2 separate regions of the Sus scrofa genome follow, and region 2 is linked to region 1. The links are chromatin contacts, called in public Hi-C maps. All regions are on one chromosome and are shown on one strand. Each heading gives the region's core, a stretch centred on a gene start, on an enhancer-like site or on the middle of the called end of the contact. The rest is flanking DNA. Distances are from core to core; before and after follow the strand shown. Region 1 holds the start of MIF (macrophage migration inhibitory factor (glycosylation-inhibiting factor)). Region 2 holds the start of LOC100153094 (glutathione S-transferase theta-1).

The links. A called contact is a pair of places that touch in the nucleus more often than the background predicts.
Region 2: a contact with region 1 is called in a Hi-C map of embryonic fibroblasts, with 1.6 times the contacts expected there. The contact joins the promoter of LOC100153094 here to the promoter of MIF in region 1. A contact is called at or near these places in 8 of 47 Hi-C or Micro-C datasets (embryonic fibroblasts, epiblast stem cells, heart right ventricle and 3 more) and 2 of 2 datasets of contacts at active chromatin or transcription factors (alveolar macrophages and skeletal muscle).

What each region holds. Positions count from the first base shown.
Region 1 is chr14:49,838,642-49,845,501 of Sscrofa11.1, forward strand. It overlaps MIF (macrophage migration inhibitory factor (glycosylation-inhibiting factor)), which reads right to left and starts at 2,422. Exons shown (of 3, transcript NM_001077213.2): 1 at 2,269-2,422; 2 at 1,929-2,101; 3 at 1,662-1,846. The coding sequence starts at 2,376. The coding sequence ends at 1,780. SLC2A11 (solute carrier family 2, facilitated glucose transporter member 11) reads right to left here. Exons shown (of 13, transcript XM_001929403.5): 13 at 6,840-6,860.
Region 2 is chr14:49,803,427-49,810,286 of Sscrofa11.1, forward strand. It overlaps LOC100153094 (glutathione S-transferase theta-1), which reads right to left and starts at 4,242. Exons shown (of 5, transcript NM_001315568.1): 1 at 4,065-4,242; 2 at 2,070-2,157; 3 at 431-581. The coding sequence starts at 4,176.

The DNA of each region.
Region 1 (6,860 bases), core at 1,172-3,671:
GAGCTGATTCTTCTAAGGTCACAACTGTCCCCACTGTTCTAGAAGTAAATCCTCACTGCCCAGGGAGCTGACTGGGGGCTGAGAGTACCCCCGGAGCCAGACTGCTGGACCACCCCAGAGACGGAGGGGTTGGGGTAGATGTCAGCGGATGGAGCTGACAGACTGGGCTAAGCAGCCTGGGGCCTGGGCTGTTCAGAAGGTGCCATAATCCAAGGGTAGGTGTGATCTGTCCTCTGCTACAAGCCTGGGCTGGGCTCCTGAAGCTTCCTGCCCCTGCGTAACAGGAGTTCACACTGATGCCACAGTGTGCCACACAGGCTAGGTGACTGGCAGTGGGCCCAAGGAAGGAGCCTGTGGCCACCCCAGGCTCCAGCACATGTACAGGAACAAGGTGGGCCTTATTACTGCCTATGGCTCAGAGGCAGGCCTGTTCCTCACTCCCAGCATCAGAAGGAAAGCGCTCCAGGGGCTGGGCTCAGGCGGTTACCCTCTTCCCCAGAGTCCTTCACCTTCCAAAAACGGTTCACTTCAATTCTGTGGAATTTAAAAAACCACCTCTATCTAGGATGTTCTTGTCTATCTCAGGGGCTGAGGCAGAACAAGGGGTCTCAGGTGCAGGGCCAGGGGTCCAGAGGTTAGGCCCCCAGGAACGGGGTTCATGGGGCTGGAAGAGCCTCTCTCTGCAGGCAGCTGCAATGAACTGGGCTTCTCCCACAGGGTGGGCAGTGCAGGAAGGGCAGAGCTGGCTCTTCACTTTAGCCAAGACACAGGTGCCGGCTCTGATCAAGGGACGCCAACTCCAGGCACGTTAAGTCCCCAGTGCTCAGGGCTGGGCCTCAACTTGGAGTTGCTGCGCAGGTCCATGGAGGATCTCCTGCTGTGGGGCAGTGAGGCATTCAGCCTAAAGGTGACTGGCCTGGGCAAGCAGCACCTCCTGGCTGGAGGACTGCCCAGTACCTTGTCACCACCCCACAAGGGAGCAAGGCCCTGCACTTGGAGAAAGGATCCTAAGCCAGGAAACTGTCCTATTGCACCTTGATACTGATTTTGTTCTTGATCAAATCCTCAGCGTCCTAGTGGGGTTAACTAGCCACCTGCAGGCTTTCCGGACTTGCTGCGCACTAGAAAACATGAATGGCACCCAAACTATAGGAGTATGCCCTCAGGGAACTGCTATTCCTAAGGGCCTGGGTGCCTGAAGGGAGCCCTACCCAGGCCTGGAACTGGGGTGGACAGGGCAGCATAACCAGAATCCACCTCCTGGAGCCTCTGTCCCACACTTGAAAACCATCCTAAAGTTCCAAAACAATGGGATTTCCTAAGTCAAGACACTGAAGCACCAGCTTGGCAGAGAATGACTCCTGAGGTGGAGCGGGCGCCCTCACCCGGATTTGGATTACTCCCCCTTTGCCCGCCAACCCTAGCCCACGTGGTGCCTCGGCAGGAGAGAGGGTGGGGGACAGACTATGGATTCCCGATTCGAATTTGATTCCTGGGTTGTGGCCTCTGGAAGGATGCCAACCTCAGTGGGGCCTTCTGCTGGCAAAGGGTAGGGGAAGGCGCCCCACAGCTCATTCTGGGGGCGCCCCTCCCGGCCTCGGACCCCTGTCACTGACCCGGCCCTTCACCAATTCCTCCGCTAGTCAAGGAAGCCGGAGGCAGCCATCTCCACACCGTTTATTTCTCTCTTCCGGGAGCTGGGGTCGCTAGGGGCGAGGCAGGCAGAAAACAGAGCCGGCGGCGCCAGGCCGAGAGCAAAGGAGTCTTGGGGTGCGGCCCTCAGGCGAAGGTGGAGCCGTTCCAGCCCACATTGGCCGCGTTCATGTCGTAGTAGTTGATGTAGATCCTGCGGAGAAGGAAGCGAGGCTGAGCGGGCAACTGGGCGGCCGCCGTGGCCGCGTGCTCCCCGGCCCTCGGCGCCCACGCACCTGTCCGGGCTGATGCGCAAGCGTTCGGCCAGCAGGCCGCACAGCAGCTTGCTGTAGGAACGGTTCTGCGCGCCGCCGATCTTGCCGATGCTATGCAGACTGCAAAGGGCGCACGGCTCGCTGGACCCTCCGAAGGCCATGAGCTGGTCCGGGACGACGTGCACCGCGATGTACTGCGGGGGAGGGGACGCGGTCAGTCGGCCCGGGTGACCTCGCCGGCCCAGACGCCCCCCGCCCCCGCGTCCCTTCCCCGCCCGGAGCCCCATTCCGGAATCGCCGCCCCCCCTCCCCCAACCCCAGCCTCAGCCCGGAACCGCCTCGCCCGGCCCTCGTGGCAGACCTGCGCCGGCTTGCCCATGGCCTGCACCAACTGCTGAGTCAGCTCGGAGAGGAACCCGTCCGGCACAGAGGCGCGGGGAACGTTGGTGTTTACCACGAACATCGGCATGATGGCCAGGAACAGTGGGGACCCGGAGCACAGGAACCTAACTGCGCGGTCAAGAAGCAGGGGAACCTGAGATACGTGACCGCCGCCCGGCGCCCCGCCCACTGCGACTGCGGTTCCGCCCCGTGACGTCACCGCCGGCGGAGATCCCGCCCCCGAGGCCGCGAGGCCTTCGCGACTGGTGACGTCACCGCCGGCAGAGGCCCCGCCCTCACGGCGGGACTTTGAGACCCTACTCCGCCTACCCCTGGCTGGGTGCCCCCTCCAAAGCCGTTCACCACCTCGTGGCCAGAAGTGTGCCTTTCCCTCGTTCATCAGCCCTTTTATTTAGTCACAGATATCTACTCATCTGTGTGCCAGGAGCGGGGATACTGCGGTTAGGGGGGCAGGTGGCTTCTGGCCCTCCAGGAGCTCACAGCTGGACAAGTAGATGAAGTCCAGCTCATTCTCACTGAGCCCTTGTGTGTCCTGAGTCTCTGGGGCCACTGTCCTGAGTGGACGGGTGGGCGTGCTGGTGTTCATGTGTAGGGGTGAGGCGCAGTCACTGATGCAGGTGGGAGGGGGCTACCACAAATGAGTCACCATCCAGATGCCTTCCCTATACCCCTGCTCCTCAAGGTGGGTGGGGATGCTGGGTGGTGCCCCGGGTAGGGGCAGCGAGTAGGAGGGGATGTCTGACAGAGCTCAAAGCCCACCCCAAAACTTGAGTCCCCTGGGCAATTCCTCTGATGTGTCCTCTGGGGACGCCCTCTTACAGCCTGAGTGAATTTTCTGTTTCTTCCACTAGTGGTCAGCTCAACGGGTAGCTAGTAGGTGCCAAGCATATGAAAGACATGGACTAAATACTGGGTGAATGAAGTTAGCCATGACGGGGCAGGAAGAGGTCAGGGCCAGGGATGAGCCTGCAGGCCCTGCCATTACTGGACAGAAGGGCCACCTGACCCCTGCTCTGAGGAGACCCCTGGTCAGGGGGCTGGGCTGGGGACTGGCACTCAAGGGGCATGCAGGTTTGGCCAGTCTCAGAGCTCTCCAGGAAAGCCCTGTCCTTGGTCTCTGACAGTTGTGGTCTGGTTAAGGTGGCAGAGCATGTTGCTGGCCTTGACAATGGCCATATGATGGATCAAGGCCACCAGGCTTGTGGGACCAGCTGGCCTCCAGAGGGAAGGTCTCATGGCCCAGCTGTGCCAATAACTCTGTAAAATGTGGGGCTTTCCAGGTAGGCCCAGATCACTTTCCTCCCCACTCCCACACCCAGCCGTCTTTCTGTGCTCAGGGTTCTGTTACCACTGATGCACTGATGTCTCCAGCCCAGGATGCTCCTCTGAGCTCCAGCAGCCAACTCAGCATGGCCTGCTCCCGGTGTCCACATCCAAGTGCATGACTTTTCTCCCACCTCTGATCTCCTCCCAGTGAACTGTGCCTCCCTCCACTATGCCTTTATCCTCGCCTCTCCCCCCACCCCTGATCCCACCTTAGTCTAAGTTAGCTGGCATCACTCTTGGCCTGGCCTCTCCTGGAGGAGGAGTCTGTTCCCCCTGCCTACCCAGGTAGATCTGGCCATGTGACTTGCTTTGTCCAGTGACCAGAAGTGACGCAAATGATTCCAGGCAGAAGATCCAAAAGCTAGTGCCCAGTTCCATGTTCTCTGATGTGGCAGCGGGTGACACAGAGCCTCTCCAACAAACACCTGCAATGCCCTGTGGGTGAGCCGCTATGGTTTTCAGGTTGTTACTGTGACAGAGGGGAGCCTTCCCCATCAGGACAGCCTTTGTGTACCCTCCCTTCCCAGGAGTAGTCACTGCTGTCTTTCAGGGAGGGCCTCTGAGGAGGGACTAGATTCCCAGTCCCACTTGTCACTAGCTTGGACACTTGGCTAACCTCTCTGAGCCTCAGTTTTCCTGCCTGTAACTTGGGGATGACAGTAGTGTCCATTTTACAGGGGGATGTTGTGAGGACCCAAGTGGTTTAATTACTGGTGATGGTCCCCAGTACCATCACAGTGCCCTGGGTGACCTGGTCCCCTCCTGCACTTTCCCTGATCTGCTTCAGCACCCAAAGCTCCTGGCTGGGTCAGGCCCAGTCAGGAGCCCAGCACCTGTTCTCTTCTTCCAGGCTATCACCATATTTCTGTGTGTGAGTTACTGCTTCCTTTCTAGGCTCCCTGAGCTGGGGGACTATTTCTTTTGGGCCTGGCTGCGTGCCTACCTTCTGCCCTGTTGCTCGGTAGCAGGCAGAGGGCCTCCAAGGCTGTCCATGCCCTAGTCCCCCAAACCTGTGAATGCATTACGTTACATGGCAAAAGGCACTTTGCAGATGTAATTAGGGTTACAGACCCTAAAATAGGGAGGTTATCATGGATTATCTGGGTGGTTCCGATGTAATCACAGGAGCCCTTAAAAGCAGAGAATTTTCTCCAGCTCGAGTCAAAGACAAGGCAGAAGCGGAGTCAGACTTAAAGCAGAGGGACTCAGTGTGCTGTTACTGGCTTTGAAGATGAGGGGGCCTCAGTCCTGAAGCCGCAGGGAACTGAATTCTGCTAACAGCCTGAATGAACTCGGAAGTGGGTTCCTCTCTAGTTGACCTTGAGACACCTTGACTTGGGCCGTGAGTCCTAAAGCAGAAGACCAGTCACTTTGTGTTCGACTTGCAACCCACAGAAACCGTGAGATAATAAATGTGCGTTGTCTTAAGCTGCTAAATTTGTGGTAATTTGTTCTAGAAGCGATAGAACAGTAACACACCTGACGTCACTGGGGCTCCAATTACCAGCTGAACCACAGCCCACACTCACCTGGAGGCCTTGGCCAACAGTTGCCAACCTTCCCTGAAATCCCCTCCCCTTCCCTCCTCACTGACAGAGCCCCAGTTCTGTTGCTCAGAATATTCCCTGTCCCAGAACCACAGCAACCAGACGTGGTGCAGTGATGCACGGCATGCACAGGGAAGCAGCTGCCTTGCTCATGGAGATGCTACTCTACGCCCTCTCTCCTGATCCTGCCTGGAACTTCGACATGACCTCCAGATGTGCAGCAGCTGCTGGGCCACCTTGAGCGGGAACACAAAAGCAAAAGTCAGGAGTAGCAACAGGGAACCTGGGGTGCTTCTGGCTCTGCCTGGTCCTGTCAGCTGCCTTCTCATTGCAGAGGAGAATCAGGCCCTCTGCTCCAAGCCCCAGATGCCACTCCTGGCTGGTGCAGGGGACTTCTTAAGAGCCATGTCCCGTAGGTGAGTGCTGCCAGGCAGAGAGGGAGGGAAGGGATGAGAAGAGGCAAGCCTCTGAATAGGACCTGAGTCACCTGCTGGGAAGGGGGTGCAGGGAAGGGAGGCTGCCAGGCCTCTGCTGCAGGGCTACTGCTGTCCTCTTGTTGCCTCTCCCTGACATGAGCTTGGCCATCAGTCCTCAGTCCCTATCCATGGATATTGGTCCCCGTCCCACGGCCTCTCCCCCAGGGCACACACATAGAGTCGCTCACAGCAAGAACCCAGCAGGCCCTGAGCCCCCATCCATCCACCCCCCACCAGTCGCTGGGCCTTTGTTCAATGGATGTAGTAAAATTTGTGCTGAAGACAAGCAAACCCAACCTTTCCCCCTCAGTGGGCATCACATGACCTGGCAGGGGTCCTCTTTCCCCCGATGACCTCCCCCACTCAGCCGAAAAGGTCCAGATTTTAAGACAGTTGTCTGCCAGGAGACCACCAGGCTGCAAAAGCTGGGCCTAGGCTGGGTGGTCCATTTGGAGCTGTAGCCACCAGCCTACGCCACAGCTGCAGACACACCAAATCCGAGCCGCATCTGTGACCTACAGCACAGCTCACCGCAACACCAGATCCTTAACCCACTGAGCGAGCGAGGCCAGGGATTGAACCTGCATCCTCATGGATACTAGTCAGGTTCATTTCTGCTGAGCTACAACAGGAACTCCTAAAAATCTTTTTTAAAAAATAGTGGACAAAACATTTGGGCAGATTCTTTACAAAAGATATGTGAATGGTCATGTTAACACATGAAAAGATGCTCAACATTATTAGCTGTCAGGGAAAAACCACGATTAAACCATGAAATGCCACTGCACATTCAGGAGAATGGCTAAATTAAAAAGACCGACAAATAATAAAAACAAAAAGGCTGAAAATGCCAAGTGCTGGTGAGGCTGAGGAGCATACAGAACCCTTATCCGGTGCTAGTGGGAATGTAAAACAGTGTAGTCACTTTGGAAAACAATTTCTTCTACAGTTGAAGACATTCCTTATTACACTTAGCAATTCATTGACCCAAAAGAAGTGAAGGCATATGTCTACACAGCTTGTGCAGGAATGTTCACAGCTGTTTTATTCATGATAGCCAATGGTTAGAAATAGCCAAAAAGGCCACCAACAGAGAAATGGGTTCATAAATTATGGTCTACCCATACAGTGGAACACTACTCAGCCATACAAAGAATAGATGCTAATACATACAACAATATGCATGAATCTCAAAAGCTTTA
Region 2 (6,860 bases), core at 2,992-5,491, 33 kb before region 1:
AAAAAGAAAAAAAAAAAAAGAAGAAGCAAAGAAAGAGGAAATGTGACCCATAACAAGAAGGGAACCAATAGAAACAAACCCACAGAGAACTGAAGTGTTAAAATTAGCTGACAAAGTAACTATTATAAATACATTAAAGAATTTAGAAGAAAAGATGGACCAAACAGGTGAACAGATAGTGGATTTCAGCAGAGAAATGGAAACTGTGAAAAAAAAGAACCAAACGGAACTTCCAGAAGAGAAAAATACATATCTCAACTAAAGAATGTATTAGATGTGCTTAACAGCAGCTTGGGCAAATAGAAGAAAGGATTAGGAAGTCAAAGTCAGGTCAACAGAAGCCATTCAAACTGAAAAGAATGCAATAGTGCCCTAGCCCTTTTGGGGGAAATGCCCTCACTATCCCCGCCTGAGGGAGGGGGCACCTTACCTTATGCCACAGGGCCCGGAGGCAGTTTCTCCGCAGAGTCGTGTGCTGCCAGGCCAGGTACTCATCCACTTGGGCACAGGCCTGCAGGTCTTGAGGGTACCAGTGGTCAGGGACCTTATACTTGCGGGTCAGGTAGAGCAGGATGGCCACGCTGTGGAGGAGGGGAGGGTGTGATGGATGCAGGGAAGCTCCTGTACAAAGGCCCTTCTTTAATCTTCCTGATGGTGTGCCAGGTATCTGCTCAGTTTCCAGATAAGGAAACGAGGCTCAGAACAGGAAAGGGATTTGCCCAGGACACAGCCTTTGATGGCAGAGCTGAGAGTCTAAGGTTAATACCCAAGCTCATCCTATCACCAGGCAAAATCCCATGGCAGACTGTTCTGCCAAGTGTTCTGAGACAGTTTCTGATGGGAAGACCAAAGAGAGATGGCATCAAAGCCAAGCCATAAGGAAGCTTGGTTCTGTGCAGTCTGTATCGACTCTCATTTGACTCTCATCACCCAACATTCAGCCGCCCTGCACTACCCCCCTCCCCCGATGGCCTGATGGTTCAGAAAGGCTTTGCTGTCATCCCTTTGTGTCCCCACAGCACCTGCTGGAGACACTGCCGTGCTGGAGGTCATATTCCAGCAGGACAGACAAGACTCCAGCAGCTCTCCTCCTGCCCTGGCTGAGGAGGGCTGCCACAGTGTTGGGACAGGGATGGACCTGGAAGGGCACTGAACATGGGAATTTGGGACCATGGAAAGGCCATCAGGAACTTGGGGTACCCTATGGGCTGGGAACCCCTTCAAAAGAGCAGAAAGCTCTGTGTCGGCCAGTGGCCTGTGTTCTCCATTGGGAATCCTGCACCTGACCCCAGCTCACTTGTCTGTGCAAGATATGCTGCAGCTTATTTTGCTCTCAGCTAATTGTTGAAGTGACCTCTGAGCAGGGCTGCTGGATTCTGGGGGCCACACTCCCCCAAGGCAGGGGGAAGAGACAAGAGAAATACAGAGGTTGCACACTGCCCCCGGCACATACCCAAGGGCAGCCAATACTGGGTGACATGAGACTCGGGACAGAAGAAGGCAGCGGGAAGGAAGATGGTCCAAGGAATTGTTTGGGGTATGTTCACCTCGGGCCTCCAGAGCTGAGTTCTAAAGCTCCAGGTTCCCCTTGTTGCGGGAGGAGTGACTTCAGTGATGAAGGGGGCAGAACTGGGAAAAGAGTTGGCCTTCCCTAAAGAGACTTCCACTTCTTGGGACTGTTGTCTGGTGGTCTTCCAGTGGGTAGGTGCCACCCAGGAAAGCGGCACCCCAGAGATGGAGCCACCGGGTAGTGCGGACACCCCTGGGGCAGCTCAACACCAATTTGGTCAGACAACTGCCCTGGGGGATGAAGCAGACATGTCCTGCCCCATCCTCCTCCCCAGCCTCCCACCAAAACCCACAGGATTGGTACAGTTGTGAAACAGATGCTTGCTTTGCCAACCATCTCTGTGAACTAGAACTGTGGACAAGCCGCGGATCCAGCTCTGACTCTGTGGGATGTTAAGGAAAGGGCTTTTCACCTCTGAGGACTTTAGTTTTTTGTCTATAACATAGAGATAGGACGAGATGGTTCCAGAGAGGTCTGGTAACCCCGGGGCTCTGCTTACCTCTCCGTCAAGATGAAATCCCCGTCCTTCAAGACAGGCACCTTCTGCAGGGGGTTCACCTGGGCAAAGGCACCGCTGAGGTGTTGGCCTGCAGAAAGCCCACCGTGGTGGGTGGTGGGAGGAAAACGCCAAGCCCTACATGCTCCCCCCTCCTTTCTCCCCCGACCTCAAACTCTGATTTTGTGGCTTCTCTCCATCCCTGGCTGCTCTCCAGTGTGGGGAAGGCAGATGGGGGCCACTGCGGGAGCTGTTCTGCCAGGGGGTACAAAAGAGACCTTGCTACACTTTGCCAAGTCCCAGTGGGCATGACCTCCCCCCAAATAAAACAGAGCTCAAGGAACTCCAAGGACCTGTCTTTGCCCAGCCCTCACAGATACCCCACCCACCACCTTTCTTTTTTTCTTTTTCTTTTTCTTTTTTTTTTTTTTTTTTGGCTTTTTAGGGCCACACCTTCGGCATATGGAAGTTCCCAGGCTAGGGGTTGAATGGGAGCTGCAGCTGCCGACTACACCAGAGTCACAGCAACACAGGATCCAAGCCGTGTCTGTGACAGACCCATCTCCTTTCCATCAGTGCTAGCATCATGAGCTCACTGCGGGGTGTCCCCAGCTGAGCGGGCAGGGAGGCTGGTGACCTGAGTGGACTCTGTCTTCCTACGGTGTCCCTCTCCCTGTGGACTCTAAGGTAGGGTCACCAAATAGAGACACATGGCCTTTTCCTGCTATCTAACTTGCAAACCAACTTACACCAGGTCCTCTTTGTCCCCTTGCTCACCCTGTTCTAAGCACAGGGGACAGAGCTGGTCCCGTGTTTAGGCTCTGCAGTCTTGTCCCACCACAGTCCCCGAAAGTTGCAGTCCAGAGTCCCCCAGTCATTGCTCTGAGCTCATGAGTGATTTATGCTCCTTCAGATGCAGCCCGAGGGAAGCTTCTGAAGGGCACTTAAGTATCACTGCTGCCCTGCTCCACAGCCTCTAGCAGCTCCCCATTCCCCAAGGATCAGAGAAGTTCCTACCTCCTTAACCCTCCAACAGCAGTCACACCCTCTCTCCTCCCTTTTCCCTCCGTTCAGACTGTTCCTTCATCAGGGACCCTCCCCTCCTCCTGGTGAAACACCCCTCCCACTGCACCCTCTATTTGACAGCATGACTAGAACATCACTTTGTCCCCATGCCCTCTCCCTGACCCCACACTCTGCAGAGGTAACCCCTGGTCAGGACAAATGGGCAGTCCCCAGAGGAGGCTGGGGAGAGAGGGCCAGAAGAGGCTCAGGCGGAGGGCTAGGCTGGCCCAAAGGCACAATGGCTGGCGAGGCCCGCAATGGTGGGGGTGCTGGGTGGGAAGTTCAGCCAAGCAGATTTTCAGTACTTGTGCATCCTCAGCAACAAGAGGCTTCTACTTTCCTTATCCCCAGCCGCCCTAACATGCCAGCTGTGCCCTTGGGGCCCTGGGGACCTGCCAGGGAAACAAACACTCCAGTGCAGGGTGCAGCAAGCCCTGCAGTCCCCCTCCGGCATCCAGCACTTCCCATGGGACACCTCATCCCAGCAGGAATAAGAGGCTGAGGACGAGGGAAGTGAGGGCAAAGCAGAGTAGGAGGAAGGGCAGAGGGGGATTCAGTGCAACCCTCGCCAGAGCAGAGAGCAGGGCTGGGAAGTCCTGGCAGCTCCTGCTGTTGCAGAACTTCAGCAGTTGGGGGTCACAAAGGCAGGACTCCCTCTACACGTGGCCCCTTAAACCTCTCTCCTTTTGCCTCCATCTCTCTCCCGGGGCCCCCATCTCCTCCTTTCCTCATGCCCCTCTCCCCACCTCAGCTGAGGTGATGCCTCCGCTGAGCCCCGCGTCCACTCCACCGAACCAAATAGAGCTTGGGGGATCCCCGAATCCCGGATGACCCCAGTAAAGGGATATTTCGGGGAGGAGTCCACCTAAGCGCTGTCTGGCCTTCCCGGTCCCTCCCCCATGTCTCGGTCCCCCAAACCTGGGCAGGACTCACCTTTGCGCAGGTCCACGGTGCGCAGCTCGAAGGGGATGCCGTTCTTCTTGGCGAAGATGTAGATGGCGCGGCAGGGCTGGGACAGCAGGTCCAGGTAGAGCTCCAGGCCCATGGCGGGGTGGACCGGCCTTGCAAGGCAGTGGACTCGGACGGACGCCGCCAGAAGACCAGCGGCCCTCCCCACCGCCACCCCCGCCCCCTCGCCGTTCCCCCATTGGCCTTGGCCTCCCACTTGGGTCCAATCGCCTGCGCCCAGAGGGTCTGCGGGCTGGGCGGGGCTTGGATGGTGCCCCTGCCGGCGGGGAGGCGGGATGCTCAGAGGGCACCAGGTCCAGGCTCGTCTCACAGGGCATAATGTCCCCAGGGCTCATGCCTATTGTAGCGTGTGTCACAAGTTCCTATTGTCCCTCTTTTATGGATGAGGAAACGGAGGCCCAAAGCGATGGTAGGCCGGGAAACTTTGGCTCCAGCGTCCGTGTTCTTGGCCCCACGCTTCAGAGGCCGTGGTGCTTGCAAGCGACAAAGCCTCAGGGCTTCTTTCAGCGCTTCATGCTAACTCACTTGCCCCAGTGCACGCCTGGAATTTACAGCTAGTCTTGCCGCGCCCAGCACAGCGCCTCAACCACATTCCCTGGGTTTCTTTCTCCCCTTCTCTGGGCCTCTGTTTCTCCATCTTTAAAATGATGGGGGAGATCCAGCTAGTCCACTTCTGGGCATATATCCAAAGAAAATGAAAACAGAATCTCAAAGACATATCTGTAATTCCATATTCACTGCAGCGTTTTTCGCAATAGCCAAGATATGTAAACAACTTAAGTATCTGTTAAGGGGTGAATGGATAATGCAAATCTGGAGACTATACCACACAGACACACAGACACACACACACACACACACACACACACACACACACACTCAGGAATATTTATTCAGCCTTAAAAAAGTAGGAAACTTGGGGTTCCCGTAGTGGTGCAGGGGAAATGAATCCAACTAGGAACCATGGGGTTGTGGATTCGATCCCTAGCCTGGCTCAGTGGGCTAAGGATCTGGTGTTGCTGTGAGCCGTGGTGTAGGTTGCAGACATAGCTCGGATCCTGCATTGCTGTGGCTGTGGCCTAGGTCAGCACCTCAGCTCTGATAGGACTCCTAGCCTGGGAACCTCCATATGCCGCAAGAGTGGCCCTAATTAAAAAAAAAAAAAAAAAAAAAAAAAGGAAACGTCATTTTCCACAACATGGATGAACCTGAAGGTAATTATGCTAAATAAAATAAGCCAGACACAGAAAGACAAATACTGCATGATCTCACTCAAGTGTGCAATCTTAAAAAGTGCAACTTCTGGAGTTCCCGTTGTGGCTCAGCAGTAACAAACCCAACAAGAATCCATGAGGATGCAGGTTTGATCCCTGGCTTTGCTCAGTGGGTTAAGGATCCGGCGTTGCTGTGAGCTGTGGTGTAGGTCCCAGACAAGGGTCGGATCTTGCTTTGCTGTGGCTGTGGCTAGTGGCCGGCCACAGTGTAGATTCAACCCCTAGCCTGGGAACTTCCATATGCCGTGGATGCACCCCCCCAAAAAAAAGTGGAACTGGTAGAAGTAGAGAGCTGAACGTTGGTTACCAGGAGCTGGGGGGAGAGGGAAATGGGGAGATGTTGGTCAAAGAGTATAAAGTTTTGGATCCCCAAGATAAATAAGGTGTGAACATTTAATGCACAGCATGATAACTGTTAACAATACTGTGCCGTATACTTGAAATCTGCTGAGTGGTCCTTAATTCTTCTCAGCAACAACAACAAATTTGATAACTGTCTTTTGAAAGAAAAATGCACACCCTGAATGATATAAGTTTTATCTAGGGTTTTGCTGAGAATTATAGCCTGGGAAACAGCCTCTCAGCTCTGAGGAACTGGGCCAAAGAAGTAAGGGGGAAGGGTAGTTTGTATGTGTTTTTCTTAGCAATCCATGCAGTCAAACAGACATCTTGGTAAAAGATTACAGCTGGTCACAAAGAACAGCTATCTCAAGTTAGTGAGTTTACTATCCTGTGGATTCAATCTGCTAGTATTTCATTAAGGATTTTTGCTGCTGTATTATAAGGGATCGTGCTGGACAGTTTTATTTTTGTGATATCTTTTCTTGCCTTTGGTATCAGGGTAATGTTGGCTTCATGGAATGAGTTGTGGACTCTTTCCTCCTGCCCTATTTTTTGGAAGAGTTAGTTTGTGAAGGCTTGGTGTTAATTCTTTAAGCATTTGGTAGAATTCACCAATGAAAGCATCTGGTCCTTAGGCTTTCCTTTGTAGAAAGTGTTTTTATTACTATTTCCAACTCTTTGTCATAGGTCTATTCAAATTTTCTATTCCTGAGTTTGTTTTGGTAAATAGGTGTATCTAAGAATTTTCCCATTTCATCTAGTTTATATCATTTGTTCACATAGTCTTTCCTTATAATATTTCCTATTTCAAAAAGATCAGTAGTGATGTGTTCCCTTTCATTCCTGACCTGAGCAATTGAAGTCCTTTTTTTCTTGGTCATTTTAGCTAGAGAGTTGTCAATTTTGTTGTTAATCTTTTCAAAAATCCAATTTTTGGTTTTGATGATCTTCTCTATTGTTTTTCTATTCTCTTATTTCACGTATCTCCACTCTAATCTTTTTGTTGTTGTTGATGTCTTTTTTTTTTTTTTTTTTTTTTTTTTTAGGGCTGCACCCGAAGCATATGGAAATTCCCAGGCTAGGGGATGAATTGGAACTGCAGCTGCTGGCCTATGTCACAGCCACAGCAACACGGGATCTGAGT